2 separate regions of the Capsicum annuum genome follow, and region 2 is linked to region 1. A link is a contact called in public Hi-C data. All regions are on one chromosome and are shown on one strand. Each heading gives the region's core, a stretch centred on a gene start, on an enhancer-like site or on the middle of the called end of the contact. The rest is flanking DNA. Distances are from core to core; before and after follow the strand shown.

What was found. A called contact is a pair of places that touch in the nucleus more often than the background predicts.
Region 2: a Hi-C map of leaf shows a contact between it and region 1, with 4 times the contacts expected there. The contact joins the promoter of LOC107839203 here to the promoter of LOC107839200 in region 1. A contact is called at or near these places in 5 of 5 Hi-C or Micro-C datasets (bud, leaf, pericarp and 1 more).

Annotation. Positions count from the first base shown.
Region 1 is chr8:145,394,885-145,399,952 of UCD10Xv1.1, forward strand. LOC107839200 (ATG8-interacting protein 1) reads right to left here and starts at 2,357. Exons shown (of 4, transcript XM_016682594.2): 1 at 2,066-2,357; 2 at 518-1,355. The coding sequence starts at 1,339.
Region 2 is chr8:145,573,044-145,577,941 of UCD10Xv1.1, forward strand. LOC107839203 (bifunctional L-3-cyanoalanine synthase/cysteine synthase 2, mitochondrial) reads left to right here and starts at 3,418. Exons shown (of 10, transcript XM_016682597.2): 1 at 3,418-4,000; 2 at 4,203-4,312; 3 at 4,539-4,596; 4 at 4,702-4,898. The coding sequence starts at 3,833.

The DNA of each region.
Region 1 (5,068 bases), core at 1,107-3,606:
TGCATTCAAAAGACATCTTCCTGACAACAACTTTAGTCTTTAGTAATGGTGCCTAACTGATAAGACATCAAGGACCTCCGGAGACCAATGAATGATAACAGACATAGGAGAGAAGAGAGGCTACTTGGGGTCTTGGGGGTGGAGGAGAGAGGAAATCTAATGAGGTATTTGAGAATGTTGACTAAGACAATGGGCTGCAGCAAAGTTGAAGACATTTTTATCAGTTGGATCTCATTTAAATGCACTAGATTTTCTAACCGTCGGCCAATTGGCAAGTACTACTATTAAGCAACACCGCTCTTCAGAAGGTATCAATAAAAGATGCAGAAAAGACCACTTTGAGCTACTTGTAATACTTTACCCAGTACAAGAAGTATTACAAGTGAGTCTAGGTGTTTTTTTCTGCATTTTCCTTTCTTAAAAAAGAAAATCTCATTAGCAGATAGACAAAGATGGAATATTCAACTCAATGTGAATACCAATTTCAATTACTTTTCAACAGCCAGCAACAACTCACCTCACTGTGGAGTCCAACCTGCCACTTCATTTGCAATACTTGCCACCTTTCTTGCTGCCACTTCTGACCAATAATCAGAATGCCCATAACACCAGCAGCAATGAAAATAGACCATAATGTATTTGCGTCTTTCGCATGGGCAACTAGGGAAGTAGTCCCTCTTTTCCACCATGCTTGACAAGGAAGGTTAGCGGCATCATCTTCGTCTTTTGTCTTTGGCAAATTTGAATTGTCTGACTCTAAGCCCTGGTGAATGGGTTCAACTGGTTCATCAAGCACGTTGGTTTCATCTGTTGTTGCAGAAGGGCCCATGCATTCTTCACTCTGGTATGAACTATAGTTAGCAATACCAAAGAAACTCTGCTCTTTGTCAAGCAAACTTAAGCGCTGCAGGGCTGCATCTTCTTCAAATTCTGCACCAATAGATAACTGGTTACCCTTTTCATCACAAAATTGAATACCGGGAAATTCTGGGGTGCTCGACCCTTTATTTTTTGTACTTCCTTCATAAATATCTGATTTACCCCCTTCATTAGCAACAAGTTCCGGAGAAGCATCGTCACTTCCCGGTTCATAATGGATCTCATCGACATCAGGTTCCAATGGCAAATTCTCATGCTGGCTTGGTGGAAAGACAAAGTGTCCAGACATAAACATCGCCTGGGAAGTTTCAGCTATATACTTTGCACTACTGCTATTATCAACATTCGATTCAACCTGCTTCGGACCAGGGGCAGCAGAATATACTGATTGTGTGAGTGATACAACTTCCCATTCATTTCCACGAGGAGCAGTTTCCTCCGCTTCCTCATTACTTGCCATCTTTCAGAAATTGAAACTGAGGGATTTAACAAGAGAAAACACAGGAAATCAGAGGTTAAGTGCTAAAAGAGCATCACACTCTTTGAATAACAGATTGTCAAATTCAATACATATGATAAGTCTATTGAACTCTAATACAATTCTGCAAACTTCTGGTACCAAAAATGCACAAGAATAGCAAGTATAAAATCAAGTAATTCTTTACAGGATTCAGGACTTAGAATTCTTATAACATGCTACTTGCAACATAGAGGAGATAAAACCACAAGGTTTCAAAGCAATTACATATCACAAATCACATCTGTTCCAATGAAACCATCCCTTGTACTTTTAGAACATGCAAACTGCTAAACATAATCAAGAGAAACTTGAAGAAAACTTATAGTATCCCTGTGTGTCTATGCTTATGTGTGTGAAATTTGAAACAGTGCAAAGTTCAATTTTGATAAAAGCGAATGTAATTTACGTGACAGAGATAGAATTAATAGAATCATTAAATAATAATAGGATAAACAGTCACAGTCTCACAGATACAGAATCAATCGTATAGACAGAGATACAGATACAGAATCCTATAGACAGAGATTGAGTTTACGTAATAAACCTACATACACAAGACAGATCCAAAGAAACAAATCAACTCAATTTATTACTGAATAAAGCTAAATCAGATTAACAATCAAAGAAACGGATCAACTGAGAAAAATTCGTTGAATTTCGGAATACTTATAGGCGATGAGAGCTATGAGGTCGGTGAAGATAACGTCCAAGTTCCGGCGAGAATTATTGAAATTCGTCGCCAAGAGAGAGAGTGGCTTATATAGAGAAAGATGTTTAGATAAAGAAACCGGCGAAACCAGTAAAGCTGTAGTGTTAATGACTTGCTGAGGAAGTGAGATAGCGGTTTTACTATTATCCGCTTGTGGGAAGAAAAAGTGTCCTTTGGTGCGTTTCAGTGGGCCGAATACGGGTCAAGTATTCCCGCTTTTTAGAATCAGAACTAAAATAGGTCATGAAATTAAAGAAAACACCAAAATATGTGAGAGTATATAAAATTTATATTTATATCTATAATCTATATTTATAATTCTATATCTATAATTTATAATTTATTAAAAGCATAAAAATCTTTAAAAAAATAATTTAAACTATTTGCTCTTCATTAAAAATCTCTACTTTAGATAAAATAGTCTTTTCAAGAAATATTAAATATTTTATTAAAATTTAAAAGAAGAAGTTTTTCTTATTATGATTATTTTCCTATGAAAATTTTTTTTTCACTTAGAATAGGCTTGGTCTCTTAAAAAAAAAAAGATAAAACATGTACTCCTTCTATTTCAAAAAGAATGACCTCTTTCCATTTTTAGCAGTTTTTTATCTTTAACTTTCAACGTGGCATACTTAAAACCACAGGATTAAAGTATCTTTTATTTAAGACCATAAGATTTTAAAGTCTTTTTTATTTTCTTAAATTCTGTGTCAAGTTAAATCACGTCATTCTTTTTAAAACGAAGGGAGTACAAATTTTCTGTTTCGGATAAATTTCTATAACAAAGATACTTTTTCAATTAAAATAGATTTGATCCAAAAAAAATTATAAAAGAGGACCAAAGAATAAGCAATAATTTTAATTTTGTAGGGTCTAAATAGATTTGATCCAAAAAATTACAAATTTTCTGTTTCGGTTAAATTTTTATAACAAAGATACATTTTCAATTAAAATAGATTTGATCCAAAAAAAATTAAAAGAGGACCAAAGAATAGGCAATAATTTTAATTTTGTAGGGTCTAAATTTTCAATCTATTATTTTCTTAATATTTAACATGTTGAAATAATTAAATTTTAATTTTAACTAAGCAAAGGCTCCACGTGTGAGGCACATGTATGCGTTTAAATCATTAATTTATTTATTAATTTGGTATTTTAAAAAAAATAATACTATCAAAGTGAACTCATAGAAATGAGATACACGCGTGTGATGCGTATTCTTAGATTAGTATTACTAAAATATGGCTGATGGTCTTAGACTTTATGAAAAAATAAATAACTCACTTAAAAAGTGAGTTATGCATTTTATTTTTGCAGAATTCACTTAAAAAGTGAGTTATACATTTTGATTTTGTGCCTAACAACGTCAATTATATTTTTGTAACATTTTATATAAATAACATATTTTGATTTTTTTTTTAATTTCATGGCCTATTTTAATTCCGGCTTCCCGCTTTTTAAGTGTGTGTCAGTCCCGTTTGTGTGTTAGGAAAAGGTTAATCGTTAACTATTATTATTTTTTCTTAATTTTTTATTAAAAATTGATGACAGCGTAAAGGGATAAAGATTTTTCGTTTTTTTTTTTTTTTTTTGGTTTTAAAGGGATAAAGGAATTGTAGGGATAAAGAATATGATACTAATATTTTACTTTTACAATTTATTACTACTACTTTAGTTTACGTTCCAATACTTTTATTATTACTAGGTTGGTATACCTGTTTCTCACGTTAATATATTTAAGTTATAAAATAAACACCAACAAAAAACTTTAAATTCCTAAAATAGTTCAATTTTTTGAAGCTTAATTACACATCTCTTTTTAAAAAATTATAGACGACGACATAAATTAAATATTTTTAAAGAATTGACATCAAAAATAAGAAAAAATTTTAAATATAGAAAAAATAAAGATAATCGTACCACAAATATGGTTCAAATTGATGCGTCTCTCCAAGCCTCTGACAACAAGGGAAAAAGGTATTGCGTGACAAATGCACTTTAGACAAAATTGTCTTTTCACTATTTTTCTTTAATATTTAAGAGTTGAAAATTAATTAAATATATTTATGGTAAAATCTTTCCTTATTAAAATTCATCAGAATTAATGACAACTAATACTTTTTTCGCTTAGTTTAAGAATTCTAAATCAACTAAATTCGATTTTAAGAAAATTTAAAAAATATAGAAATAAATATAAAAGCGCTAGAATAATAAAAAATTAAGAAGTATAAATTTTTTTAAAAGTTTTAAGTATGTAATAAGAATATAATCGATTTTGTAAAGATTTGATTTCAAAAACAAGGAAAGATTTTAAATATAGAAAAAAAAAGCGTACCATTTATACGATTCAAATTGATGTTGCATGAAAAATGCAAAAGTGATGACCCATCAACCAGTAAAATATTTATGTTTATGTTTACGTTATTATATTAAAGTGTGAAGAATCTATGCAAAGTAATTTAAATTTTTACACTTCATTAAAAATCTCTGCAATAGATAAATTAATTTAATTTTAAATAATCAAATATTACACGTGCAAGACACATGCGATTAAACTAGATAGTATCCAAAATAATGTCAGGGCCATAACGTTAGTTGTAGTAAGAAGTAAAAAGGTAAAATTTAATTTATTTTTCTACTATATAGAAAGGACAGTTAAGGACGATCAAGGGTATAGTAGTAATATGCTCACTTTCAAGGGTAAAATGATAAGTTTATTTTTAAAATCAAACCACGAGCTTTCCTTTCCCTTCTAGATATCTCTTTGTCTCTCTCTCCCTCTCCATACACAATTATACAATTCTACTTCCTCAAGCTCTCAAACACCAAATCCAATCTTGGATCTAAATAACAACAAGAACACTAGCTTCTCAGGTATGATGCTGGGTGCTTCACTATTTTTCCGTTGTTTCTATATCTTTAAGCGGTGATAGCTAAAACGGTTCAAACGACGGTACAAG
Region 2 (4,898 bases), core at 2,168-4,667, 180 kb after region 1:
TTGAGCATGAAGAAGGCATTGTTTTTAGTATTAAGAAGATAGTCCATGTACATCTACTAAAGTCATCAACAATAGTAAGGAAATACCTATAACCATCATGAGTAGGAGACCTATCCAGACCCCAAGTGTCAATGTGAATTAACTCAAATATATGCTTAATTTTGATAGAACTAAGGGGAAATGGTAATTTGGATTGCTTAGCTAATGGACAAATATCACAAGTACAATAAAAATTAGAAGAAGAAGAAAGGAAATTCATAGTTTTCATTGCATAAAGGGGTAAATGCCCTAACCTAATGTGCCACCGTTTTACATTAGAATTTGAGCTTGCATAGACTGAATTACTAAGATTATTACAATTTGGAATGGGAAAACTGAAAAGTGATCCTAAGTTATTCTGAGGAACGCTGGGATGTAGAAACTGCAGAAACAGAGAATTGAAGAATGTATATTCCATTTTTAGATTGACCAAGAACCTGAGGGATCTTCACTAAAGGGTCCTGCATGAAACAATGAGTAGACGAAAAATTTAGAAAACACTGAAATTATTTGCAGAAACCATTGACAGAAATTAGATTGATTTTGAATAAAGGAACAAATAAGACATTGTGAAGAATTAACTTAGAGGAAAAAGTGATAGAACCTCCATATGTGACTTTTACTCTAAAAGAATTAGGAAGACTGATAAAAAAAGGAAAGGGCAAAGGATGAATATTGGAGAAAAAATTGGCATCATATGACATGTGTTGAGAAGCACCTGAGTCAATGATCCAAGAATCAGTATTCATGTAAGTGAAATAAGCAACATGATTATTGAAAATATTACCAGCACACTGAACCATATTAGCGACATCTGAAGTTAAATTTCCTGGATTACCAAGCTCAGCATTCTTCAGTAGTTAAAGCAAGCTAGTAGTTTGTTCAGGTGTGAAAGGGTTCCCACCTCCTTCAAAAGATGCAGTGTGTTGCGCATTAGGTGTTCCAAGAACTGCATTACTCTTGATCCCTACTTGAAACTTCTGATTTTGATTTTGATTTTGATTCTTTATGAATTGGAAATCAACAGGGAGCCCGATAATTCTGTAGCATTTTTCAACAGTATGTCCTGGTTTCCTACAGTGATAGCAGACCAAGTTGTTCTTTCTACCTTTGGGCATATGGTTTTGAGACCTGGGACCTAATTGTTGTACAGCCAGATAGGAAGAAGAATCAGTAGGGAATTGAAGGCTGATATGGATCTCTATTTGCTTCTCATCTTGAATCAAAAGAGGGTAAGCAAGGTTCACATTAAGAAGGGGAGAAATCATAAGTATATTGCTTCTCACAGAACCATAAGTATCGTTCAATCCCATCAAAAACTGAATTATCCTTTCATCTTGAAAATACTTCAACATCTTGTCCTTCCCCCCACATGAACAATCACACATACAAGTTTCAGAACAATGCAGAGCATCAAGCTCATCCCAAAGGAGCTTGAGTTTAGTGAAATAACCTGCTATGTCACTATTTTCCTGCACTAAATCATTGATCTCTTTTCGCAGGTGATAGAGTTTGGCCCCATTGGACTGGCCAAACCTATCTTCAAGATCATTCCAGAGACCTTCAGCAGTCGTAGAGTAAAGAACACTGGACGTTATCTCCTTTGAGAGGGAGTTAAGCAACCAGGAAGTAACCATGTCATTACAACGATTCCAAAGGTTATATGAAGCAGAATTAGAAGCTGGTGACCTGCAACTCCCATCTATGAATCCAAGTTTATTTTAGCTGAGAGTGCAATACCAAGAGGTCGTTTCCAACCAACAAAACCATGCCCATCAAAAATTGCATTGACAAGATTCATGCCAGGTGAATCTGATGGATGAAGAAAGAGTGGATTACAGGAATCTATAGCTTGAGATCCACTGTCTACAGTGACATTAGAAGTGATGGTTTCCTCAGGAATTGTTGTCATTTTGGAATGTAGAAGAGTTGAACAAGAAGAATGAGGAAGAGATTAAGATTAGAATAGCCTATAGCTTTGATACCATGTAGAAGATGAAGAAATTTGTGAAGAATTTTCTCTATGTGTTTTAATCATCTTGATATCATATATATATATATATATATATATATATATATATATATAAGTACAAAAGCAGAATCCTAAGAGAATCCTAAGCAAGAATCCTTAGAGAATACAAGAGAATCCTAAGAGAACTATGTAGACTAATTATTCTTGTACAAAAGAATCCTAAGAGAATCCTAAGAGAATCCTACGCAAGAATCCTAAGAGAATACAAGAGAATGCTAAGTAACTATGATTTCCTTTTGTTTCATCTTACTTATCTTTTGATCTTCTTCCAATAGTTTGGTGTCACCATTAATTCTAATATTCTGTTTCACACTCTTAGGGTTCGTTTGGTTTGAATACAAGTTATCCATACAAATTATGAATTTAGTAGGCAAATAAATCCATATAGATCCAATCTTCAATTCATGGTTCAGAATAAATGGCGTTTCTTTTTCTTTTTCTTGCCTTGTCTGTAATGAAACAAATTTAAGTAGAGACATTTTCTCCCTGCAAAATGTTGTCAAAAAATGACATTATGCATGCATCACTTGACAACGAGCAATTGGGAATAGTGACAAAATCAATAAAATTAAACAAATTAAAACGATACGATAGATTGAAACGACTAATGCATAAGTATATAACATGACCAAATATAAGGCTCAAAATTTTTGTATCAATTTAAATCATCAAACAAAGTTTGGAACCAAAATACTATCTTATATAATAGTAATAATTTCACTCCCCGTACAACAACGATAATATATCCGGTGTATCTCTAAAGTAAAGTTTGGGAAGGATATATTCTACGCTAACCTTACTACATTATAATTTCACTCCTCTAGCAAATCTCTTCTGACTCTTTAGGTAAAATCAGAATAGGGCAAGATATACACAGATTATACCCCTATAGGCCCTATCTTTATGGAGTAAAGAGGCTATTTTTGAATTTCGATGGACTCACAGCTCTAAATGAAAAAATTTCGAAGCAAGATTGCAAGACTAATACTATAACAACGAAATCTTCTAGACTCTTTTTAATGTGTTAGAATTACCTAAAATATCGAAATGATGCAATCACTGACATTTTTCTTCCTGTTGTTTTTGCTTTTTAAGAAGAAGAAGAGATTCATGCACTGACTCTGACTGATTTCAATTAGCCATCACGGGTCCCAGATCCCCTTCTTTGAATTTTAATAATAAAACGTTTTATTTTTGAGAATCACTTCTATATCCTAATTTTATTTTCGAATCTTTAGTACCCAATTCAATTTGTTGGAAAAATCATCACAGCTCGCCACTATCCTGCCCGATGCAAAAAAAACATAACGTACATAATACTGAAAAGGAGGATAGAATTTTGTCATTCTTTTTAGATGGAATAGTATGAGAGAAATCATATGACTAGGAAAGAATGCAATATAAACACAATGGTTGAATGCGCGTAATGGATCGGATTCAATGTTGTGTAAAAGATTGAACCCATCAAATTTAAATCCGTATTGCAATATAATGGAAACAAACATGTCACTCTACTATTTTACAACTTGGCAATTTGTGTTGCCACCTTTCATTTTTTAGCATAGTCCAAACAAAATGTACAGCGAAGTAGTCCAAAACTTTTTCGTTATAAATAAGGCGTCCAGTGTCCTATCTTTCTTTCAAATTATAAGGTACACACAAAAAAAGAGTTCTTTTTATGTAAAATTTTGAATTGCAATTATTTTGCATTTTTTCCAACAAGTGAAGACAATTTCTGTGAGCATTTTGAGAATTCATCAAATGGCAACTTTAAGCAGATTCTTGAAGAAAAAAAGATCATTATGCAATAATAATAATAATGCTGATTTGATCAGAGCAGCTAGCAACAGATTGTTCACTACAGAGCCTTTAGTTGATTCTCCCAAACTACAACTTCCTCATACTAACATCAAGTCTCAAGTTTCTCAAGTCAGTTCAACTTTTTCTACTCAATTTTCAAGTGTTAACTAAGAATATATAAAGAATTACAGAGTTAAAGCTGAAATTGTTTTTTGGCTATGGCATTTATGTTTCTTTCTAGCTCAAACAAGTCCGTTTAGACGAAATTTCAAAGATACTCAACTCGTCTTATTATGTGATAAATTGACATGTTAAAATCTCAATTTTTCAGCTAATTGGGAGAACACCTATGGTTTATCTTAACAAAGTGACAGAAGGATGTGGAGCTTATATAGCTGTGAAACAGGAGATGTTTCAACCTACTTCTAGCATCAAAGACAGGTACAAAAGCTGTACTCTTTAAGTCTTATGTGCTAAGTTGTGCAGACTCTTCATTTTTTATGCCGCATACGTGTCAGATTCTTCAAAAATGCACTAATTTTGGCAAATCCAACGCGCACCCATTGACATTTTTTACTAGTCCGAGCGACATAGCTTATGCGTACATCACTTCTGTGCTTCCACTATATATGCTTTAAGAATAAGAATTTGCTTGTTTATGCACCAGACCAGCATTGGCAATGATCAATGATGCAGAAAAGAAAGGCTTGATATCGCCTGGAAAGGTAAGTTAACGCGATTCGTCCATTCATGGAGCGTCTTTAACTAGTGGAAGAACTTAAAACTCCTGTAGTATGTGTTATCTCTGACATGCTTCTTGATTGTACCAGACAACATTGATTGAGCCAACGTCAGGAAATATGGGGATCAGTATGGCATTTATCGCAGCAATGAAAGGCTACAAAATGGTTTTGACGATGCCCTCGTACACGAGCACGGAAAGGAGAGTGACAATGAGAGCATTTGGAGCTGATTTAATCCTAACTGATCCAACCAAAGGAATGGGAGGCACTGTTAAGAAGGCTTA